Linked DNA regions of Sus scrofa: region 1 is linked to region 2. Evidence: chromatin contacts called from public HiChIP or PLAC-seq data. All regions are on one chromosome and are shown on one strand. The core of a region is the stretch at or near the end of the contact, and the rest is flanking DNA. Distances in the headings are between cores, read along the strand shown. Region 1 holds the start of RNF26 (RING finger protein 26). Region 2 holds the start of SLC37A4 (solute carrier family 37 member 4).

Region 1 (6,262 bases), core at 3,522-6,021, 290 kb before region 2:
ACTGAGGGCCACATCATCCTGGAGGGCTGGCCCCCCTGGAATGTTGTGTAGGACTGCAGAGGTGGGATGGGGGCCTCTCCCTTCTGCTGCCTCAGGGAATGGGGACAGAGACTCTGAGATCAGGGCTGGCAGCATGGGGCAGTGGCTGGATTTCTGCCCTAGACCAAAGGAGTGCGCTGTGCTGGCAGGGTCCCCCCAGTTGTTCTGGCCCAGAACCCCAAAGTGGGGTGCTCCTTTCCTGGTCCTCTGCTTCTCTGGGTCCTCCCTCATCTCTCCTGTTCCTGGGCTCTTTTCTCAGAGATCATTCAATAAATCTAAGAAAACCTCCTACTGGCTTCAGCCTTTCTTCTTTAATGGTGGGGATGCCCTGATCCTGAAACTGGGGTGGTGGTGGGAAGGAGTGGGGAGAGGGTGCTCAGGCAGACGGGAGGGCTCTTAGGCTGGATGGAGCTGTGGGGCAGGAGACACAGGAAGCAGGCCCAGGTGAAAGGCTGCTCCACAGAGCTTCTGCCTAAGCTGTAAAGGTTGTGAACAGGAGTGGCCTGCTGAGGAGGGTGTCCTGGTATGGGGCTCCAGCCCCAAAAGGAAGCCCCTTTTTCCAACTCATTGATAGTATATGGACTGGCTGTGATTTCATCACACACACCCCTGCCCTGACCAACTAAAAGGAGCCCAGGATTTTCATTCATGACTGCTCTGGCTGTTTGCCCGGTCGCTATGTAACTCCAAAGCTATTTCTCTGTCCCCCATGCCAGGGGAGTGGAGTGCCCTTGGATGTCTAGAGGTAAGTCATTTTGGAGATGGCCACAAGGGGGCGTCCCAGTTCCAGAATGCAGCAATGACCCTAGGTTGCTTGAGCTCCTGACTACCAGGATTGTTAGTGGGAGAGAGGCTATTGAGGTCTGCCAATAGCATCCAGATGGGGGCTGAAGGAAAAAAGGGTTTTTTTCTCCCAGCTCAGGAAGTTTATCTTCTCTCATAAAATGTTTATCCTCACTTTAAACAGAGACTGGAAGGAGCCAAGCTCCCTTTGCAGGGTTGGGGGAAGGGGGAAAAAAGCCCTTCCTCAGGCCTCCCAACTCTAAGGTGGATGTGGGAACTCTCCCCTACTGAGCTGGGCCGCTCCACTAAGTCTGAGGCTAGCCACAAAGCCCCTTCAAGGCTCCCCTCCCTGATCCGTAGAAGCCAGCCCCTGCCCCACTCCCAACCCAGTGCCTGAGAACCAGGGTTTGCCAGCCCACATCAGCTCAAGCTCTCAACTCAAGAGAAAGTGGAGGGGCCTCTCCTCAGAGTTGCTTCCTGACCTCCTCTTTTTCCTTCTTGCCCTCTCTTCCAGAAGACTGTCCCTGGCATTATGCTCCTAGGTTTAACTTACAGTTACGGGGTAGTGTCCCCCGTTCTACAGGTCCTGTGGAGGTACAGATGACCCATGGGGACTGGGCCGAATAGCAAGCTACACAGACCAGCCAGCTCTCCACCAGGAGGTCCCACGGCCACACTCCAGCCCATCACAGCACCACTCAAAGACACGAAGACAAATACCAACTCCTCCAGGGATCTGAGGGTGGGTTGGACTCCAGGCAGCAGGGACCCCAAGTTCCCTCCTGGGAAGCGCAGCACCAGAGGAAAAGCTGGGAGGGCTGACTCAAGGGGTGAGAAAGTTCACAGTCCTCTCTACTAGGGCTCAGTTCTGGGAAAACTGATCTAAGATAGGCAGAGCTTTCCAAAAGCCATGCACGTGACAGGGAACAAACTGGAGGGGGTGAAAGTGAATGCAGTCACCCCTGGCACGGGCTCTCCCCAAGGCACAGAACCCCCACCGGGTCTTACCTCTTCCCCTGCCAGGTCCACCACCAACCACACCTGTGACTCCAGCGGGAACGAAGGACACTGACGACAGGTGACCCTTGCAAGGACGCACACAGAGGCCACTGGAGCTGTAACAGAACTTTATTCACTGGAACCTGGGCCAGGCAGACCCCTCAGGGAGCTGCGTGCCCCTCTGCCCCGGCACCCTCTATATTTGGACCCTAGTGACATGAGCACAGTCTGCCCTCTGCAGGGCCAGGAGAGACAAACAGAAGGGGAATGCGTTTTTCTCTGTGATGTGGGGAGTGAAAGGGATAAGAGTAGAAATCCGGCAGTCCCTCCTGAGGCTCCCAGTAGTGCTGGGGCGCCAGAGGGTACATGGTCCCAAGGCCAAGTGCAAAAGTGCACACGCACGCGCACACACACACACCCCCGCACACACACACACCCCTGGGGCTTAGCTCCTGATCCCAGCTCTTGGGTCAGACTGGGAGGGGGCCTCAGAAGAGCATGCCAGGTAGAAGTGGCAGCTGTAAGGGCACCGGAGAGATACAACCCTCAAAGCCTGCAGGGACTCAGAACCCCAGCTGAAAGCAAAGTTCAAGATCATTCCAAGGCCCTTGAGTTGCCAAAACATCCAAACGACACTGATGTGCATGGCTGCAGAAGCTGGGGAGGAAGGAGAGAGGGAGCAGGGAGAGAACCTACAAATCCCCAACAGAAAAACCAGAAGCGCAGGGGAGCCCCAGACACTGGCATCGGGGTGGGCCCTGGCAAGCCGGAGGACAGTCCATGGCGAAGAGTCTCAGGGTCTTGCAGAGCGACACACTCAACACCCTCCGTGTCACAGGGACCCTGTGGGGAAAAGTGGTTCCCCTGCCCCCACCCAAGCCAGAGTCTTCCAGAGTCTCCCATCTCAGTATCCTGGACCCATGGCTTAGAGGTTCTGGCATGATGGCCGTGAGTGCAGGAGGGGATTCAAGCCAGGCCCCAGAGTTCAGGTGTTAATGCTGTCCTAGAGCAGGTGGCCACGTGGAGCATGGAGGGTGGGCAGGGAGGGAGAGTCTTCAGAGGTAGACATTGAGGGTCTGCAGGATGCCCCGGCGGCACAGAGGGCAGTTGCGGTGGTAGACGGGGTGGCGCATCAGGATCTCAGTGCAGGCCTGGCACAGGCACAGGTGCCGACACGGCAGAAGCAGCACTGTCTTGCTCTGATCCTGGCAGATAACACACTTCTTCCGCTCCTCTTGCTCCTTCAGCAACTTCCACGGGTCTTGCCCAGCTATAGGCTCCTCCACATTGAGCCTCTCCCGGCCCCGGGCAGCTGTCATTCTGGCCATCCTGACCTCCTCCCCTTCCGCCTCTGTTCTGGGCCCTGCTTCAGGGAGAGTGTCCTGTCGCCAGGTCCTGTCTGAGGGCACCCTCCTAGGGCCACCCTGGGGGGCCCCAGGTGCCCCTCCTCGGTTTGGCCAGCTCGCCAGCTGCAAGCTACGGCTCCAGACTCGGCGCCACGCCTCCAAGCCCAGTGCTAGACGAGAAAGCCGCACAACATCCTCTCTGAGCCGGTGGTAGGATGGCCGGGCATGAAGCTGGCTGAAGGCCCGACTGGCCAGCCTCAAGGTGAGGTCCGGGTGCAACACAGTCACCGTCACTGCCAGCACACAAGCCAGCAGTGCCAGGCCGGTGAGATTGACAAGCACAAAGCTGGCCAGGAAGCGGGCAGCTGAGGCCAGGAGCTCCAGTACTAGTTGGCAGGGGGTCCAGAGGAGGATGGACATGGCCACAGCACTGCTGGAAATGTGGGCTAGGAAGGCAGCCACCACATCTGTCATCCTCCACAGAGGCCCCATCACTGCATCCCACAGGGCCAGCACCAGGGAGAAGAGGTTCTGAGTGCCAATGAGGCAGATGTTGACCAGGCTGTTGATCACGTAGGCCACCAGGCTCATGGTAATGGCACATATGTCACAGGCCTGGCGCAGCAAAGCATGGCCACTGGAGACCATATTGAGGACGCCCCGGTGCAGGATCTCGCGGCTCCTAAGTGCCCCATGAGAGGCCAGATGCCCCAGGAGCTTTAAGCTCTCCAGGCCAGAATAGCAACTGTAGAGTACTGTACACAAGGCCTGCAAGCCCCCAAAGGTGAAGCGGACCACGGTTTCGATCAAGGCCAGCAGTGAAAGCAAGACTCCGCGGCCCAAGTGTAGAAGACTAGTCAGTACCGTGTGTGGCAGGTTGTAGATGAAGGCCAGGAGCCAGGCCAGGGAAGCCAGGAGGGAGGACACCAGCAGGAAGTTGAGGTCCAACACCAAGGTCAGCACATCCAGCAACAGGCCCACCCCATTCACTACTAGATACACAGCCTCCATGATAGGGGCTATGGGGATTAGTACAAAATGAAATCTGGCTCCCGGTTAGAAGGGTGTCACGGTGGTCAATGTTTAAGGGGCGGGGGAAAGGGGGTCAGGGATTAATTTGTAAGGGAGGTGAGAAGTCTCCAATCCAGGGAGAATCTGAGGAAGAAGCCAGTTAGAAGGAAGTGGAGTCTCAGGGGAGGGAAAGGGGGCCAGGTACCGGTCCAGGAGTCCCGGTTTTGAAGGAAGGCTGTTTGGGAGGGAAGAGGCCAAACATCTCTAAAGTGAAGGTGATCCCGGGCTGGAGGAGAAACCTCAGCTTTGGAGGCCTGGTGGTGGCGTACCACGGCCGGGCAATGGGTCAGACCGAGAGGAGATCGGGAACCGAAGGGATGGGGTCAGGCCGGGGCCGGGTGGGGGCGGCGCAGGCTGGGCGCGGACTCGCGGTCCAGCTACGCAGGTGCCCCTGTCCCCGCCCGGCCCCCGTCCTCTGGGCTCGCGGCGCTTTGCGCTCGAAGGGGCAGTGGGGAAGGGAGCCTCAGCAAACCCTAGGCGCGGCCTCTACTCCTCTGGGTGCCGCCATCTTGTGTGCGAAAGGGTGGGGCAAGAGGCGTGACAAGGAGGGAGGGACAATGAACTCTGGCCAATCGGCGAGGTCCAACCGCAGGAAACGTCGAGCACTCATTGGTCCGTTTGAACGGCGCCCACACATATTTAGTAATTTACCAAGGAGGGGCGGAAACATTGAATTCCCCGCCCCCTTGTGGCGGTGATTGGTCAGAGGAGGACTCTGCCCCCTAGCTCCGCCCCCTAAAGAAGCAGGGCCTTGGACCTGGGTGATGTGCGCGCTCATCTGTCTCTAGGCCTGTGGGTTTGATACCTTTAGGCGTGGGTTGCTAGTCTGTGCCTCTGAGCTGGGCTCTGGGATTGCACAGCCTCTGCAACCTCAGATTCGGTCCCTCGTCCTCCTCCATTCATTCATTTATTCTGTCATTTACTGAGCTCCTACAGTTGCCCTAGGGATACGAAAAATATTTTAGACGTGCTTGCTCACAAGCAGTTTCTAAGAGGAAACAGATTGTGACAGGGAATTCCCAAGCTGCTATTCCAAACTGTTTCCTCAAGTCCTGTCACGGGTTTTTTTCAGCATCCTCAGGAGATTACTTTATTGTCAGTGAGAAAAGGCAGTCAGAGACCGGAAATAACTCACGCTTCCCAGCCCAGGCCCTATTTGTTTACTTGAGCACTTTAGTTAGACATCTATGCTTGAATGTTCTTAGTAGGCTCCTCGAAAATTTCTCCTTTCCTTTAATATTCAAATAATATTCGAAATATATAAGATCCTGTTCCAACTATATCGAGAAGCCTAAGGATTCCTGGGGGATCTTTATCCCTCCCCTGGCCTCCATTGCTTTAATTTCCTACTTAAGTTTGTCAACTGGGAAAAACAAAAAAGAAAATGCACAGCACGAGAGTTGTGAGTTGTTTTATTTGGGGCAAAATGAGAGCTATAGCAAGGGAGACAGCCTCTCAGATAGCTCTGAGGAACTGCTCCGAAGAGGTAAAGGGGTTGGTAAGTATATATGCGATTCTGGTGAAAAGGGATGCGTGCAATCCAGCACACATTTTGGCAGGAAATTGCTTCTGGTCACAAGAAGGTTGCTGCTAATCACGAATATCCATGAATGATTTTAGTGCTTTTCTAGATATAAGAAGATACAAGAAATGGGGCTCATGAAATCATCTGAAAATATCTAACTACCTGAAGGCCTCTTCTGCCGGTTTTTCCCAGAGCACAGACAGCCTCACTCCTGACCTCTGTCCTGAGCTCATTTCAGGGTGTGTTGAAGGTCAGCAATTACAGTGGCTAGGGACAGTTTTTAGTTGGCACACGGAACTCTTCCTTTCCACTCTGGTCGGGACCCCTGAAAGTGTCTGTACCCTTCACGCCACCCAGAACGCTGCCTGAATCCTTCATTTCCCAAAGCACCACTGATACGCTGCTGAGATATGCAGCATACATTTGATAGGGATGGAGTAGGCACAGGTAGTTGTAGAAGTCCCAGTAAGGGACCATAGGTAAAGAGGGAAACCTAGGG
Region 2 (6,064 bases), core at 2,282-4,781:
TGCGTGAGCTGTGGTGTAGGTTGCAGACACGGCTCGGATCCCTCATTGCTGTGGCTCTGGTGTAGGCGGTGGCTACAGCTCTGATTAGACCCCTAGCCTGGGAACCTCCATATGCCGCGGGAGCGGCCCAAGAAATAGCAACAATAACAACAAGAACAACAACAAAAAAGACAAAAGACAAAAAATTAAAAAAATAAGAATCTGACTGTGGAGGTGCAGGTTTGATGCCCAGTCTGGTGCAATGGGTTAAAAGATTCGTTGCTGCCGCTGTGGTTCGGATTTGCTCCATGACCAGGAACTTCCGTATGCGGCCATTAAAAAATAAATAAATAGGAGTTCCCTTTGTGGCGCATCAGAGACAAATCCGACTAGGAACCATGATGTTGCAGGTTTGATCCCTGGCCTTGCTCAATGGGTTAAGGATCCGGTGTTGCCGTGAGGCTGTGGTGTAGATCGCAGGCGCGGCTGGGATCTGACGTTGCTGTGGCTGTGGCTGTAGGGCTGACAGCTGTAGCTTTAATTCAACCCCTTGTCTGGGAACTTCCATACACCATGGGTTCGGCCCTAAAAGGATAAATAAATAAATAAATAAATAAATCTCTAAAAGACATCTTCAGAAAAATTGGAAACATTTAAATATGGATTATATATTAATAAACACGCTTTTAAAAATAAATACTTTGGCTGCACCTGAGGCCTATGGAAGTTCCTGAGTGAGGGATCAAATCTAAGCTACAGCTGCAATCAGCTGTAGTCAGGTTCTTAACCCACTGTGCTACAGCGGGAACTCCACTCTTGGCTATTTTTTCTTTTAGGGCCGCACTAGCGGCATATGGAGGGTCCCAAGCTAGGGGGTCTAATCATAGCTGTAGCCGCCTGGGCTACACCAGAGCCACAGCAATGCAGGATCCAAGCTGTCTGAGACGTATGACCACAGCTCACAGCAATGCCAGATCCTTAACCACTAAGTGAAGCCAGGGATAGAACTCACGTCCTCATGGATGCATTTGGTTTCGTTAATCTCTGAGCCACGAAAGGAACTCCCACTCTGGCTATTTTGTATTAACTCTGTGCCCAACAGTGTGGCTGAAACTTGGCCTCAGTCCACTGGTGCCAAATAGAAACACTAGAAACACTGAGAGAGTTCTGGGTGAAGGAGAAAAAAATAGCTTTATTGCTTTGCCAGGCAAAGGAAGCCACAGCAGGCTAATGCCCTAAAGACTATGCCCTCCTTTGGGAGAAAATAGGAAATGGTTTTATAGTTTAGGAATAGAAAATAGGGCCACAGAAAAGGATCAGGTAGACAGATGCAAGCTTTCATTCTTCTTCGAAGTTGGTGTTTAGTGGCCCCAGGACTGGTTCTGGTGGTCCTCCTCTCTGGCTTTCATTTGTTGGGGGTTTAGTTCTGCCGAAGAACTCAAAGATACTGTTATGTATATTCCTTGAGGAGGAACCAGGACCTTGCCCCAAGGCTGCACTATTGTCTCTAGACTGTTCCTCCCCTGTCTCTGCAATCCCTCCCTTCCCGGATTAGCAACTGTTTGAATCTGTCTTTAGGAACTCAGGGAAGGTTAAGGAGGCTGACATTTACTTCCTAAAAACAAGAAATGGGCATAAAGGGAGACAGGCTTGTGCCCAGGAACCCTACAGGGCCCTGCTCGTTTCAACAGTCTAACCAGAAGTTAAATGTTCATATTGTGCTTATTGAGGACGGCATTAAGTTCTTAGAGAAAATACTGTGTTCTCTTACTTTTTTTTTTTTTTTTTTTTTTTTTGTCTTTTTGCTATTTCTTTGGGCCACTCTCCCAGGCTAGGGGTCAAATCGGAGCTGTAGCCACCAGCCTACGCCAGAGCCACAGCAACACGGGATCCGAGCCACGTCTGCGACCTACACCACAGCTCACGGCAACGCCAGATCGTTAACCCACTGAGCAAGGGTAGGGACCGAACCCGCGACCTCATGGTTCCTAGTCGGATTCGTTAACCACTGCGCCCTGATGGGAACTCCTCTCTTACGTTTTTAGACTGTGAGCAACTCAAGGAACTGTAATCAGTTGCAGTAAGGACTCACCAAAAAAATGGTTTGCTGAAGAACATCAGACAAGAAAGGGTTGAATGAATCCAGCCTCTAAGAGGCGCTGTGAATCAGCGTGATCCAAAGGCTTAGGGTTGGATTCGGCTCTGGGGGCGGGAAGACGCAGGCGGAGGCTCCGCCCCACCCAGGGCGCATGCGCATGCGCCCGCCAGGCCCCCCTCCGGCCCCGCCCCATCCTGCTCTGGCTCCCACCTCCGTTCAGGTAGGGGGCGGTGTGCCCGGGAGGGGCGTCGCCTGAGGGCAGGGCTGGAGCGGGAGTTTCAGGTGTTGTGGCTCCTTTGTTTTTGGCCTAACTTAAGATCCAACCCCGGGCTGCTCCTGCAGGGTTCAGGGGTGGTGGGGGCAGTCGCTGGGTCCGGGGGCCGCCGAGGCGCTGCCCCGGACCAGCATGCGCCCGCTCCTTTGTGTCTCACCAGTCCTGGGTCTCCGCACCTCTCCAGCCTCTGCGCCTGGGCCCGGGTCGGTTCCTAGCCAGAGTCGGGTGTCCTGGGTAGCTTGAGGACACCGGGCTGGGCAGGTGCCGAGAGCCAACCGCCTCGCTCTCTCCTTTCTCTTCACCCCGCCCGGCCCCACCCGCCAGGCGGAGCCACTCGGCGCCTGAAGCGAAGGGCCTCCGGTGCCTACGTGCAGTCGCCTCCTCCGCTTGAGCCTACGCCTTCTGCTCCAGTTGCTTTCCCAACCGAGCAGAAAAGCCGGGGGCGTGTTGCCGGGGCACTGGGAAGCCGGGAGCTTGGGCACTGCGCCTGAAGTCGCTGCTGCGCCTCCCCGCCCACGGGCGGTCGGGTCACGGTCCCTGAAGCCCCAGCCTGCCAGATTGGAGCCCATACTGACGTCAAGGGTAAAGGGGACCAGAGGCACCTGAGTCACCCAACCAGAAACCCAGCCTCTAGTGGGTGTTTCATTGTGACACTGTGCGGCCTGAGGGGAAGTACCCTCTCCTTTGATTACCGTTGTGAATCTATGAATAAACAGTTACACCCTGAGGGGTGCTAAACTTTGGGAGTTACAGGGCTTGAGGTCAGCTCTAGAAGTCTTGAAAGTGGAGTTGTTGCAGGTATGTGTCTGTTGCAGGTACCTGTGTGTGAAAACTAACCCAGCACCTAGTGTAGTGCCTGGCAGCCAGTAAGTCCTCAATAAACCTTCTTTGAATGAATGAGAAGGTAGGTGACTGAGGGAGCAGGGCTAGAGAGGGCAGCTCTCCTCACCCACCCCTGCCTCCCCTGGGCTCAAGCAGACAAAAGTAATTAGGTTAAGGCTTTAATCACAGCTGGTTTCGCAGGCAGACAAGGAAGAGCAGGGAAAGGCAGAAATCCTGGGGACACAATCCTGGCCTGACTCAAGGGCACTGCCTCCATCTCAGACCTCCCCATAGCTTGGCAGTCAGTAATCTCCTGTTTTCTTGTCTCCCTCAGGACACTGGGTTCCTTAGGAGCCGCCCCAGGCTTAATGATTGTCCAGAAGTTGGCTATAAAGGGAGCCTGGGAGGCTGATTGGAGGAGGGAGCAGAAAAAGCCTAACTCAGCAGGTCTGGGCACCGAGAGCCGAAAGCAGGAGCTGTGGTCAGAAGCTCGTGTCCCAGCCGGTAGGGCCTGCTCTCTCCCACCATGGCGGCCCGAGGCTACGGCTATTATCGTGCTGTGATCTTCTCAGCCATGTTTGGAGGCTACAGCCTGTACTACTTCAACCGCAAGACCTTCTCCTTTGTCATGCCGTCGCTGGTGGAAGAGATCCGTCTGGACAAGGATGACTTGGGTGAGCCCTGGCAGGGTAGGGTGGTGGGCCCAGGGACACAGGACCAGCAGGACAAGTGGGGTGTTGGTGCAGTGTGGTGGGCATGTAGTGGGTGTGCAGGGTGCGGAGTGTCTGCATGGTAGAGGCCAGGGACGGTGCATATGCCAGAGGAGGCTCTGAGGTCCACGTCCATGGGCATGGGTGAGGGACTGTGCATATGGTCTGTGCATGTCTGAGGGCTGCTTATCTGATGTGTGTGTCTGTGCCCGTGATCTACGCGTGTCCCAGAGGCACTGTGTCAGGGGGGTTCTAAGCATGGTTTCTGCATCTGTGTAGAATACCCTTCAGGAGGAATAAGGTCCCTGACTCCAATTCTAAGCCTTTTGCCCCCTCTTCAGAGGTGGGGCAACTGAACTGCCAGAGGTTGGCATCCAGGGTGAGGGGGATATCGGGCATATGAGAAGCCCAGGGACGAGGGCGGCCCTGTCCTGCTCCCTTCCTGCCCCTTGACAGCTGCTGCTGGAACTCTCCAAGAGGCTGAAAAGTCATGGGTCAGCCTGGGGCTAGTGCTCACAGAGAGGCAGTAGCCCAGCCCCATGAATGAATGTCAGGATTCCAACACAGGCTCCTCCTATTCCTCTTGGAATGAACCTGTCTTATCCTGGGAGGCACCTCTACCCACCTGACCCCATGCCTTCCTCCACCCTCCTGTGCCTCTGCCCCAGCCCCTAACCCCCCAGGTGTCCTGCTCCCTGCTCCCCTTCCCTGCAGGGCTCATCACCAGTAGCCAGTCAGCAGCCTATGCCATCAGCAAGTTTGTGAGTGGGGTGCTGTCTGACCAGATGAGTGCTCGCTGGCTCTTCTCCTCTGGGCTGCTTCTTGTTGGCCTGGTCAATGTCATCTTTTCCTGGAGCTCCACAGTACCTGTCTTCGCTGCTCTCTGGTTCCTCAATGGCCTGGCCCAGGGGCTGGGCTGGCCCCCGTGTGGCAAGATCTTGCGGAAGGTGAGTGTCTGCTTCCAAGGAGCTGGCTTAGCTAGGTGGGAAGATACCTAAAGAGCTCGTGAGCACACGGCACCTCCACCCCCAACCCAGAGCAGGTTCCTCAGGAGTTCCAGTCCTGTTCCTGTTTTGCTTGTCAAGATATTTTAGGAGCCTGAATGTGGTGGGATCAGGTGGCAGATGAGGGAATGGGCCCTGCCAAATAGAAGCACCCTCTCCCTCATCTCTGTAATGTGAGCTTTTGGGTTTGCCCCACCTGACCCCCTACCTTCAATATGGACTGTAGGCTGGGTCCCTACTCTGCCCCCTCTACTCTGTCCCCACAGTGGTTTGAGCCATCTCAGTTTGGCACTTGGTGGGCCATCCTATCAACTAGCATGAACCTGGCTGGAGGGCTGGGCCCCATCCTGGCAACCATCCTCGCCCAGAGCTATAGCTGGCGTAGCACGCTGGCCCTGTCTGGGGCCTTGTGTGTGGTTGTCTCCTTCCTCTGTCTCCTGCTCATCCACAATGAACCTGCTGATGTTGGACTCCGCAACCTGGACCCTATCCCCTCCAAGGGCAAGAAGGGTGAGCACCCACTCAAGCCAACTACTGGGGAACCTTCATTCATCATTCACCTGGCAGACTTTCATTGAGGACTGGCTGTATGCCTGGCTCTGTGTTAGCCAGCAGATGTTGGGAGAAGGATGATGATGGAGAGTGGGTGGGGAGGAATCAAACACCATCCTGAGAGGCAGTTAAGTAGCAGACAAGTGGCAGAGCCCAAAATGCTATGACTCATGTTGCATCCTAGTCCTTCCCTACAACAGAGCCAGATTTCCCTGTGGGGACAGTATCCTAAGCTTAAGTGGCTTGGGTGCCTTCCTCCATCGCTGGACTTCAGGTTCTTATTCGTTGAGATTTGGAGTGGAGGGGAGAGGGCAGGGCAGTGGGTGAGGGGGTACCTTTCTGCTGATCCCTGGCTGTGTGGATGGACTCTGACCCTGTGGCTGGTTAATGAGTGGTGGGGGCTTGGTGGGGGCAGGGCGGCAGCAGCAGAGCCTGAGGCCTGGCCTCCTCCCACCCCCAGGCTCCTCAAAGGAGGAGAGTACCTTACAGGAGCTGCTGCTGACCCCCTACCTGTGGGTGCTCTCCATTGGCTACCTTGTGGTATTTGGCGTAAAGACGTGCTGTACTGACTGGGGCCAGTTCTTCCTTATCCAGGAGAAAGGACAGTCAGCCCTCGTGGGTGAGA

The links. HiChIP or PLAC-seq counts read pairs in DNA pulled down with a chosen protein or histone mark.
Region 1: a contact with region 2 is called in an H3K27ac HiChIP or PLAC-seq map of alveolar macrophages. The contact joins the promoter of RNF26 here to the promoter of SLC37A4 in region 2. A contact is called at or near these places in 1 of 5 promoter capture datasets (fetal liver) and 1 of 2 datasets of contacts at active chromatin or transcription factors (alveolar macrophages).

The regions. Positions count from the first base shown.
Region 1 is chr9:46,542,241-46,548,502 of Sscrofa11.1, reverse strand. RNF26 (RING finger protein 26) reads right to left here and starts at 4,771. Exons shown (of 1, transcript XM_005667432.3): 1 at 1,933-4,771. The coding sequence starts at 4,178. The coding sequence ends at 2,877. C1QTNF5 (complement C1q tumor necrosis factor-related protein 5) reads left to right here. Exons shown (of 3, transcript XM_003129940.3): 3 at 1-328.
Region 2 is chr9:46,250,222-46,256,285 of Sscrofa11.1, reverse strand. It overlaps SLC37A4 (solute carrier family 37 member 4), which reads left to right and starts at 3,531. Exons shown (of 8, transcript NM_001199719.1): 1 at 3,531-3,847; 2 at 4,598-4,830; 3 at 5,154-5,397; 4 at 5,900-6,058. The coding sequence starts at 3,700.